Linked DNA regions of Mus musculus: region 1 is linked to region 2. Evidence: chromatin contacts called from public HiChIP or PLAC-seq data. All regions are on one chromosome and are shown on one strand. The core of a region is the stretch at or near the end of the contact, and the rest is flanking DNA. Distances in the headings are between cores, read along the strand shown.

Evidence for each region. HiChIP or PLAC-seq counts read pairs in DNA pulled down with a chosen protein or histone mark.
Region 1: a contact with region 2 is called in an H3K27ac HiChIP or PLAC-seq map of the HPC-7 cell line, with 6 times the contacts expected there. The contact joins two enhancer-like sites. A contact is called at or near these places in 4 of 39 promoter capture datasets (the 3T3-L1 cell line, the HPC-7 cell line and cranial neural crest), 1 of 15 datasets of contacts at CTCF or cohesin (the NIH/3T3 cell line), 1 of 484 Hi-C or Micro-C datasets (embryonic fibroblasts), 4 of 115 datasets of contacts at active chromatin or transcription factors (the HPC-7 cell line, bone marrow-derived dendritic cells, bone marrow-derived macrophages and 1 more) and 2 of 9 other capture datasets (bone marrow-derived macrophages and macrophages).

Annotation. Positions count from the first base shown.
Region 1 is chr1:150,207,103-150,212,884 of GRCm38.p6, forward strand. No RefSeq gene overlaps it. Among named protein-coding and RNA genes, the nearest start is that of Ptgs2os2, 45 kb to the left of the region's middle. Within about 2 kb of position 1,254, at least 5 of the 459 cell types and tissues checked have an H3K27ac peak or open chromatin away from gene starts, as enhancers often do. A contact at or near this core is called in the HPC-7 cell line, where this site is marked.
Region 2 is chr1:149,937,167-149,942,628 of GRCm38.p6, forward strand. The region is part of intron 1 of Pla2g4a (phospholipase A2, group IVA (cytosolic, calcium-dependent)); the gene reads right to left. Among named protein-coding and RNA genes, the nearest start is that of Pla2g4a, 21 kb to the right of the region's middle. Within about 2 kb of position 3,300, at least 61 of the 459 cell types and tissues checked have an H3K27ac peak or open chromatin away from gene starts, as enhancers often do. A contact at or near this core is called in the HPC-7 cell line, where this site is marked.

The DNA of each region.
Region 1 (5,782 bases), core at 4-2,503, 270 kb after region 2:
AGGAAGGACATAAGATACAGGAGCATCCCCTGCAAAGTTGCAATTCCAGATGCTGAGCAGTTAAGTGGTTAGAAAGTTCTCATAATCTTTAGGTCAGAAACACATTGTATAGGAGTTAATGGCTGGTCTTTGTGATCAGAGACTAGTTTTCCCAAGATAGATGTAGTAATTAAAGTATTCTTAGGAGCTACTTTCACAAGATGGAGTAACTATAATTTAAGAGCCCACCACAAACCCAACAGATGTGTACACTTAAGTGTGTTAAAGACACGGGGAATATGTATGACGAGTAAAGCAATTTCTATTTGTTTACATATTTGACAGATATTTTGTTAAGCAATTACGTCTCTGCCAATTACTAGCAATGTAACTCTTTTTCCCAGTGGGCTCTACTTTATGCTGATGAGAACGAGCTACTGACAGTAGCTCCAAGGCTTCAGGATGATCATTTTAATTGTCTAACAGCTCATTGTGATAGACAGAGTTGGAAACTGAACAGGCGTTTGTTTGAGTGGCTACCTTAATTTACCTGTGCAGTATTTTTTATTTGTGAGCTCATTAAAATAAAGCAATTCTGATTTTCTAATAAATTCATCAGAGTTTACAAACAGTTCAAATGATTACAGTTTGATTTGGTTGAATTGACTTGTACTAGTTCATTTTGTAGGGAAATGATACTGTTGACAGAGCATGAATGAAAATCTCAGTCAAGAATATAGTATTTATTAGAGATAAATCAGAAAATTTTAAGCTCTGAAAAATAAAATAAAATAAGGCATAAAAGATAAAGGATAAGTATTGCCAGGACCAATAAAGTCACGTGAAATTATGTCGTTTTTCAGGAAAATAAATGCAGCTAAAATTAATCTTATTAAGTGAATAGTATCCGTCTAGATATGGAACTATTGCATATGGCTTGTCATTAGTTCAATGAACAATGAAGATATTCAATAACTGTTTAATGTGTAAATGGATATAAAACTAAAAACAGTGCCCTTCAGTGGCTTAGTGGGTAGGAGAATTTGTCCTGCAAGCCTGACTACAGATTTCTAATCACAGTAATAGATTATGATGTTTTACCTTAGCCTCTTAAAAAAAAATCTCTATGAAAGAAGAAATCATCCCACCTACTTTCATTTCTACAACAAATAGCATGAAAATGAGAAAGAACAACCCTCTTGACAGTTTGACAGTATCGCTCATCACAATGGACAGCAGCCGCCTGTCAATTCTTCCTGTAATAGAGGAAGGAAATGAAGACGAGAATTAATCATAGAGAGGGAGAAAGAGGAGATGTTAGGGCTCAGAGCCTGAATAGCTCCGGTTACAAATGTGTCAAAAGAAACTGAATAGCTCATGGTTTCTGAAGCCAGGAAGCTGTTTTGACAGAGTTAGCATGTGAACAGACTCTAAAAATTTAAAGGATTAGATTGCAGAATGTGAAGAAAGAGAAAGAGAGGCGATATCACAGATTGTACAGAAGAGGGGTCAAAAGAGGAGGGTAGATATAAGTAGGCCCTGAGTTTTGAGAGAGAAAGGATGCTCTGCACTGGAAAGAAAAGAGAGGACATGTTAAAGCCTGAGCCACATACTCTTATATTCCCCTGGGCTGTGTGTGTGTGTGTGTGTGTGTGTGTGTGTGTGTGCCTGTGAATTTGTGTGTGAGGGTGGATAAGTGAGCATGTATGTGCATGTGTGTGTGTTCCTCAAACCAAGCAGGTCATGATAAACATTCTTTACAATTAAACTAATATATACATTATAAAAATAAAGTTCCTTATCTGTATGTTTGTTTACTCAGAGTCCACTTGTGACTTGTGTTGAAAAGGCTATGTGTTTAAGCAGTACTATCAATAGCAAAGGAAACTCACACCAAACTCACACCAGCCAGCTACTTGTAATAATCAACATGGGCTATTAGTCATGAATCTGCTCAGTTAGATTCTAGGTAACCAGACACTGAAAGAAAGTAAATAGAAGACCAAGTTGAGTAAACAGAACTGTTTATATTTTTATGTGTGAGCCAGATCCAAACTTAGATCCTCATGGTTACACAGCAAATTCTCCTACCCAATAAGTTGTCTCCCCAGCCAACAGACTTTTATTTTTAAGACTCACAGAGTTCAATTTCTTCTCTGGCACCTCAGCTTGCATGCTTTTTCAAAAACTCAAAAGTAAAATGTTCAAAACTGAAATGAAATCTGATTCTCACTCTCCTCCATAACTTCTCCTTCCGAGGAATAGGAAACCATCAAACACCCAGTTATCATAGCAAAAGACGGGAGCATCAAAGTTAGATCAAAATGACCCATACATTCTCTTTGTTGGATCTTCTGTGTGTACAGCAGACACACACACACACACACACACACACACACACACACACACACACACACATCACAGAGGAGGAAACACCACCAGGCAATTCTTTGTACTTTTTTAAAAACACAAGCCCTATTGCAGGGAAAGATTGTTTCTCACTTAAAAAAAAAATTCTAAGCCAGAGTTTATAATGAGTTCTAGGCTAGCCTAGTCTCAAGAGCAAGGCTCTGTCTCAACAACAGCAGCAGCAGCACAACAACAAAGTTATAAGTAAATAAATTCTACAACAAAGTCAAGTTTCTGGTGGGGGATTGTTGAGACAGTGGGATCTAAACTGGAACATACTAGATTTCTGTTGTTGCTGCATAATAGGAATTTCCTGTTAGTCATTAAGTATGTCTTTACCCTCTCTACCACTATCAGTGTAACCTATTGCAAATATCAATTATAGCTACTTGTCCCATTATAGTCTCATTTTGTAACTATGATTTATAGACACATGACCTTATTTAGTTCTTATACATGTGTACTAAGGCATAGTAAGGAAACAGACTCTTATTTAAAACAAATACTTCAATGAGTTTGCACAGTAGGTAGTGTGAATGAAATTGCAAGCCAGTATTTACTAGTTTGAAGCAATGTGTTAAACAGTCTCATACTTAACTTGATCCTCATAACCAAAAATTCTATTCTATTACAAAATGTGCTCCCAGGTAACAAAACCATTGCCCCAAAACACAGTGTTCTTTTTGTGTAGTCTAAACTTTCTCTTAGTCTTTCCAGTATCACCATAGCATTTGTGAAAGCAGGATCCTCCCCCTCATCCCTTTTTGCACTAGGAATCAACCGCAGGGTTTTGCATATTCTAGCAAGTGCTCTACTCCTGGGAAATATATCAATATTTTGACAAGTTATCCATTATTCTGCGTGAGAAAATCACAGTTCTCACTATATCACTGTAAGAGTTAGAGTTCTGAGGGGAAAGGTTTCCCTAATAGATATGGTGTCGCAACTCTGATGGGAAAGTCTTCTCCTATACAAGTGTTACAGCTCTGAAGGGAAAGGTATCCTGCCAACTGAGAGCCAAGGAATGCCACAAAGTCACACAACACAACAAGCCTCACACAAAAGATTTATTGGGAAAGACACAAAGAGAAGCTACCTCTACTCAGGCAAGAAGAAGCAAGGAACTGAGCGAGAGACAGGCTTAAACAGGGTTTCTCGAGGGAGAACTTTTCCAGGGTGGGGACTAGAGAAATTTCAAATCCTAAGCTTGGGGCAAGCCCAGGAATTGGTGAGATTTTGAGCTCAGGGACTAGTGGTTTGGGGTAAGTTTTCAAACCCAAAATTGAGCTTGGACTCTTTATCCCCTTTACCCTGCAGTTATTCCTCTTATTAAAATCATTTATGAGTTCAGAATTGTCTAAAGAATGAAGTTCTATTGGGTGGTGGTGGTACATGCCTTTAAGACCAGCACTCTGGAAGCAACTGCAGGACAATCTTTGTGAGCTGGAGGTAAGCCTGATCTACAAAGTGACTTCCAGGACAGCTAGGTAGGACTGTCTTGAAAAAAACAAAATTAATCATTAAGTTCTACAAAAGCAACAGTGATAAGTCATATGAAGGGAAAAATGGGAAAAACAAGGGCAGTGTCTTTAACTGAAGGCAGGAGAAAGAGGCTAGTACAAGAGAAGGAGGGAGGATATTTGAAAACTCCCTAAGAAATCATATTTTTATTAACCTAAAATTGTCTATAATAAATGTAAGCATAAGTATAAACATATATAGTTTAAGTGACTATAAGCCAATTCGGTCGACAATATTCCCCAAAAAGCCATAGGCTGTGTAATAAGATGCACAGTACTGGATATGAGAAACTCCCTTTGAGTTGTTGGTCCAGAGATTCCCAAAACAATATAGACTATTACTGTTACCCTTGCTTGCTTTCCACGGGTTAAAGGTATGTTTCTATTGCTAAAGACTCCATGTATTGTGGACTTAGGATTAGACAGATCTAAGGAGAAATAACTTTCATAGTCCTGGAAAGTGCTATGGAACCTGCCAAGGGAGGGAAGCAACCAATCTTACCTAGCTTTGAAGTCTATAATTCACAATAACCAGCATGGCAAGATATTCCCAAAAGTACAATAGTGGCATTTGTATCTTGGTAGTAACCAGTAGCTGTCTAATTGAACATAAGTTTCACTTGACAGAAGGGAACTACTGGAAGCCTAGCCAACAACATGGAGCTAGTAAAGTCATAGATTTTAGAAAAGAACCTACTACCAACACCATGCTAAACCAGGGTAATTCTTAATTGCATTTACTATTTATTCTTCAAATCACATGTGAATATAGCTCCCACCCTTCACCAGAGAAGCTTCTCTTTGTAACAGAGACCATTACAGAAAACCACAACTGGTCAAAATGCAGAGAACAGCTGGCCATAGGGTGCCCAGCCCCAAGGACTACATTTACAATACAACTCCTACATCCAAGCCTCTGGGAATGCCTCAGAAGAGGGATCAGGAAGAGTGTAAGAGTCAGAGGAGCAGAAAATCTGTCCTGAGATTGTGGCTCCTAGAAATGATAGAGAAGCTTCACCCATGTGCTACCTATAGAAGAGCCAAACAATAAGGAAATTTCATGGGGCGGGGTGCCACACCTAGACAAAGAACAACTGCTGAGAGAAGGAGAATTACTCTTACCCAGCATGAGCCCCCTCATTGGTTATCCAGTATCATGTGATCATTTCTAAAGTCATGTACATACACTAACAGGACCCAAGAGGTTATAGCTGTGTATTTGTGCATTTACACCTAACAAGACAATTAAGAGAAAGAGGCTGTGGTCTTGAGAGGCATTTGGGCTGGAGAACACTAACAATTTTTTTTAATGCCATGAATTTGAGAATCACTAGGACTGGAGGGACATGAAAAGGGTTGGAGAAATGGAAAATAATGTCATGTTTTAATTTAAAATTAGAATATTACAAAGAATTAGGTTCTTTCTATGTCTTTAAAATCTGATACCTGCCTACCTTTTAAACACCACTTGTTCCTGTTACCTACCAAATCTTCTGGACTCCAGCCATATCAACCACTTTCAAGGTCAAGCTTCAACAGGATATGCTCTTTGCTTCCCCTTGTACTTTTCTAAGTTATTTCCCTTGCCTTGAATATTCCCATACAGTGTTGACATGGTTGCCTTGCTACCATGTATATTTATTTTTCAAGGGCTACTTCTGGGCTACTTCTATTTTTGTTTAAATATACATAGTTTCCTGGTCCCCTGCTTTGAACTCAGCTCAGCTGTAGATAATCAACATGTTGTACCTCCTGTTTACTGTTCTTGGTTCAGATAAACCAATTGGAGGCAGGGAGACAGAAGTGAAGTTTAAAGGTGGGGAAATCCCTGCCATTTTCTTCCTCAGGAATTGACATTTTTTTGACACTGATGA
Region 2 (5,462 bases), core at 2,050-4,549:
GCTGGTTCTGCTTATCATATATTTCTATCAGGCTGCACAAAGCATGTTTGTTTCCAAGACAGGTTTTCTCTGGGTATCCCTAGCTATCTTGAAACTATCTCTGTAGACCAGACTGGCTTCAAACTCACAGATTTCCACCTCCCTCTGCCTCCCAAAAGCTGGGATTAAAGGCTGCACCATCATATCCCAGCATGTATACAGCATTGTAACTTTAAACCATCATTCTGGTTTTCTTTCAATAAACCAATATAAAGCTGTTGTGGGTTTTGTTTGTTTGTGTGTTTTTGTTTTTTATTGCCTTACTTTAAACTTAAATGAAACATTTTCCAGGCATGGGAAAACACACATTCCCAGGACTCACAGGTAGAGGCAAGAACATCAGGAGTTCAAGTCCAACCTGAGCTTCGTGAGATATTTGTCTTTATTTTCTTTCACCACCCATAAAAAAAAAATGTGATGATAAATGAGACTATCACCAAGGATCTCTGTGTTACAGTTTTAATGTTTGGGCTCACAGAAGTTCATTTCGTCACTTAGTTTCCAAAAGTCAGATGCAATGCTACATGCCTATAATTCCAACACTTGGGAGGTATAGTCAGATTAACAATTCTAGGTCAGCTATCTACTCCTTCAAGGTTTGAGATCACCCTGGGCAACATATATTTAAAAAGAAAATGTAATTGATGATTTCAGATTATTATGCATCTTTCTCAGCTTCTCCCTTCAGGAAGCCTTGAATTCCTGTCCTGCTTCTCTAGATGATACGCTGTAACATGAACTTGGACGTCGAATTAACTGCTTCCTCTTCTAGTTGTGGTTTCCCATGGCCTTTATCATAGCAAGAAAGAAGCAAACTAAGGGTATGACTAACACACAACCTGAGGTTTGGAAGAGATAAACTACATGAACACTGCAACCCTATTTCACTCTGCTAATCCCTAACCTCGAGGCTAATCCAACTTAAGGGGGCATCCAACATTGTCTTCTGGAGTTTTCAAGCACCAAAACTTAAATGTGCACATATTCTCACATAAACATAAACACATGAACATAATTACAATTGAAAATAATAAATAAGGCCAAAACTCACAAAGATTGTGATAACATACACAATACCTATACAGGTTCAAAAAGGAAAAAAAAAATCCCAGCTCTAAGAAGGGGAGATGAACACAGAGTTCTACCCCTAACCTACAAGCTATTACAGTCAATCGATACCTTCCGAGAAAGGGAAAATTAGTTTTCTCCAATAGACTATCACTGGGTATATAACCTACAAGTCAGGGCAGGCCACATGCCAGGAGAAACTGGCTAACACAAAATGCACTTTTTGTTTTGTTTTGTTTTGGTAGTTGTTTATGCTTACTATGGGTTTTTTGTTTGTTTGCTTGTTTGTTTTGTTTTGTTTTGCTTTTTTCTTTTTTAATGTTTAGTTTTGGTTTTTATTGTTATAGTAGATCCATATTGGAATCTATGAAAGCAAAGAGGGTTATGACTGGTATTCTCACCAAAATTATTCTCACCCAAATTATTCTCACCCAAATTATTCTCACCCAAATTATTCTCACCAAAATTATTCTCACCCAAATTATTCTCACCCAAATTATTCATGTTAAAAGCTGTAGGTGGGCTATGGTGTAGTTCAGTAGTAGAATTGCTGCCTTGCATGTGTGTTGTCAGCAGGCTTCTATAGCTATTAAATTCACAAACTGCAGCTTTAGAAAAACAAACATTTCTCGGTAGACTAATCTGGTCATTCATGCAACCCCTAGGTCATTGCTAAGTACGAGCATATGTTAGGCACCAGATACAGTAAACAAGGCAGAGCTCCTGCCTCCCAGAAACCTAGAGATTGTAGACATAGCAAAGAACAGCATAGCTCTGCACAACACCTAACGCTTCTATGTTAGTAAAAGCAGGATCGTCTTCTAGGATTGATGCCTTCTGATGAAAGGGCTCCTTGAAATCTACCTCCTCTGTGAAAATAGTTTTCATGAGTCCTTTAGTCTTATAGCAGAAAACCAGACAGTCTTCACTTGATCACTAAATGATTCTTTCATACTTATTTATTTCACACTAAAACAAGAAAACTTTTTCTGCCATACCATAATATGAATGCATACACATACATATATATGTGGAAGAGAGCTTAATGTGATGCTTTTACTAGGAACATGGTACAGTATTGTATTGTCCCGTTTGATTAAATGCTAAGAGAAGTCCACCAAAATTGTTTTATGGCTCAACTCCTCACCGTTTGACAAACACTGATGTAGGAGACTTCTAGATTAGATTTTCATCTCTATCCCCGTTCCCGTTCCATTTCCTTCCTCTTTTCTATTCACAACCATACAGATCATCTTCCCTTTCGCCAAGTGTAGGATGTTCTCTCAGGTGCAAAACTATAGCCTGCATCTTTTGTCCATCCACTTATTTAACAAATATTCAAGTAGAACATTTAGCTATGTCTATCAATCATATTCCAAGGTCCCAGAGGTAAAGCGACAATTGAGATAGCTGCTCATCATTGTAAGAACTTATATTTTACAGAACAATCACACAGTAAATAATGTAACAGGAAAAGGCGAGCGTCTCCTAAAGCTAGGCTGTGAAAAGGGTAAATGAGTGGTCTTAGAAGATAATGTTCCCAGCAGGCATGTGGAGGAAGTGACAGAGAACCTGTGGCTACTAAATAAAAACCAACAGCAAAAATGGTTGGTGGGGAGATTACAAAGGAAGCTGGGTTAGATCCTGAAGGCCTCGGTAGGCATCACTTGTATACCAGCTAAAACAGACCTAAGCTTCAGAACTCAGCTTCAAGGTCACTACCCCTGAGAGATTTTTCTGTGACCTTCAAAGCATGTCTGATCCTGTTTTTATTTTATATTTCTTCAAGCCTTTAATTCCCATTCCAACATGTCTGCCTTCCTTTATGGAACTAAAGCCAGACGCATAAAGTCAGTGTCCATGTTCACCTTGCTGTTCTGTGTGCATAGCATGGTGCCTACAGCAAAGCAGGTTCAAGATAAAGATGTGTTCAATGGATGATGGATGATGGACAGAACTAGGAATAATGGCAAGTGTGTGCATATAGGAAGTTCTCACAATAACACTCTTTCAATGGTCCTCCTGTTCATTCCTAACTATATTTAACAGCAAAAGATGCTATAAATGAGACTGTACTTTAAAAAATAAAAAGAGGAAGAAGGAAAATTCCACAAGAACTGAGATGACTCTTCATTTAGAGGAAATCTGTTGCTGGAGACCAAAGCCTGGTGTCAGCAACTTTATTTCCTCTTTTCCCATCCAGTAACTCCATTCATAACTACCATGTTCACCATCCGACTATTAGCCAAAACCACATCCTCCAGCCAGACCTGGGCAGACACTTCCCTGGCAGGAAATGTGTTTGAGATAGTTAACAGGTTAAGTATCCAACTAATATTCTTTCTTAAATGTTTATATTATTATGTGGTAATTTCATATATGCATACAATGTATTTAGATCCAACCAATATTATTAAATCCACCCCCATCTTCTCTTGTCTCCACCTCTCTAAAGCTACAGAGTTAAGAACTACGAGATAACTAGATATTAGACAAACATGACTCATGGCATTAATCCTTTAGTCCTAGAACAACTTCCTTTTTCTTGTCTCCTTTAATTCCACCCAGGTCTAAACTTTTTCCAGCTCTCATGAGATTCAGGCTGCCTTAGAAGATTTCCGTTAACTTTTGCAATGAGCCAAGGTAATGAACTCATGGATTTAGATACCAGGTCCATTTAGAATGGAAAGAAGAAACTATTGAAGGAAGAGAAAGTGGATCACTGACTTTCTTCCTCCCTACCCTAGATCTAATATTTCTGCTCCATTTTTTAAACTTCTTTTTCTATGGCAAAATGCACTTACAAAGAGCAATTTAGAGGAGGAAAATGGTTATTTGGCTTATAATCTTAGGCTCCAGCCCATTATTAAGGGGAAGTCAAGGTAAGAAATCAAATCATCACACCACACTTATAGTCAAATCCCTAGAACCAAATCAACTAATGATACCCATCTGTGTCCTAGTAGTCGGGAGATAGAAACATCAGGAATCCAAGGTCATCTTCAGCTACATGAGTTTGAAGTCAGTTTGTCATACATGAGACCCTATCTCAAAATCAAAACAAAAACCAACCCACCAAACAACAACAAAACCATGCACAATATATAAAGTATACCAATAATCCATATTTAGTATTTTTATTTTATAAAAATAGGTTAGCATCTTAGCTAAAAGTTCCACTTAAAGGTTGAATATCAAGCTAGACAAGCTTCCAGAACAGCAGAGAAAAGAAGTTGAAAAGTTCTGGCTGTGGAAACACTGACAAAGCAGAAATATCATAAGTAATCAATTACTAACTCTTCAAAAGAACGTAAAGCATATGAACATATCTTCCAACATGCCAAGAACCAGAGAGAATGAAGACCTTTGGCATTTTAGGAAGGAGCTGTTCCTACCCTCCCCAGTTTCTTAGCATGAAGTTCTAACTAGTAAGGCAGTACAGCCTTGTGAATACACAGCTCTGCTGCCTTGCTGATTGGTACTGGACAGAACATGGAAAATTCTACACCCCAGATGTTGTTAGAGAAACCAAAGATCACAGAAGCAACCACCAGATACATCTTATACTATAATGTGATCCACACTGTCTGGGACAACAACAAAACCAGACAATAGACCAGCCAGAAAATTAAATATGGCAAAAAGAACAATGTGTAAGGCTCCAGATACAATCTTCAACAAAACAGATGGGGAAAGGTTAATGGAGAAAGGCCTAGGTGATGTCCAGTGTATTCCTGATATGCTGAAAGAAGGTAGGCACAGTTATGCCATGTGAGGATCATAAAGGCAGAGAGGAAAACGTAGTCAGGGACTTATAAACTGTCCGAAGTTAGAAGGCATTCTTGAAGCCACTTGCAAGACAGATGTCATAGCAGAGATGTACTACTTATTTAAGATCCTTAAGTAAATCTTTGCCCAAGCACTGGCTGACAACTAAGCCATGCTAACCTAGAAAGAACCTTAGGAAAAGGACACAGAAAGCAAAAGCAAGAATGGAAACAGAGGATAACCTGAGCAAACATTCCTAAGCTTGACCACAAGAGAGCACATCTGTGAATAAGTTGAGGACCGTCACTGAAACAACTCAACAGTAGCAATAACTTACCCATAAAACATTTCAGAATCAAAAGACGCCATCACATACAATTTACACTTTGGTGTGTAATCTAGACTTTCATTTTCAGAAGTAATCATAAGAAGGCCAGGAAGAGGGCTCAGCTGGTAGAGATGACTGCCACCAAGCGTGAGGATCTGAATTCAGACCCCAGGATCTCCATGGTGGAAGGAAGAACCCCCTTCTGCACATTGTTCTCTGACATCCTCCACACAAGCTCCTTGGCAAGCACAGACATAAA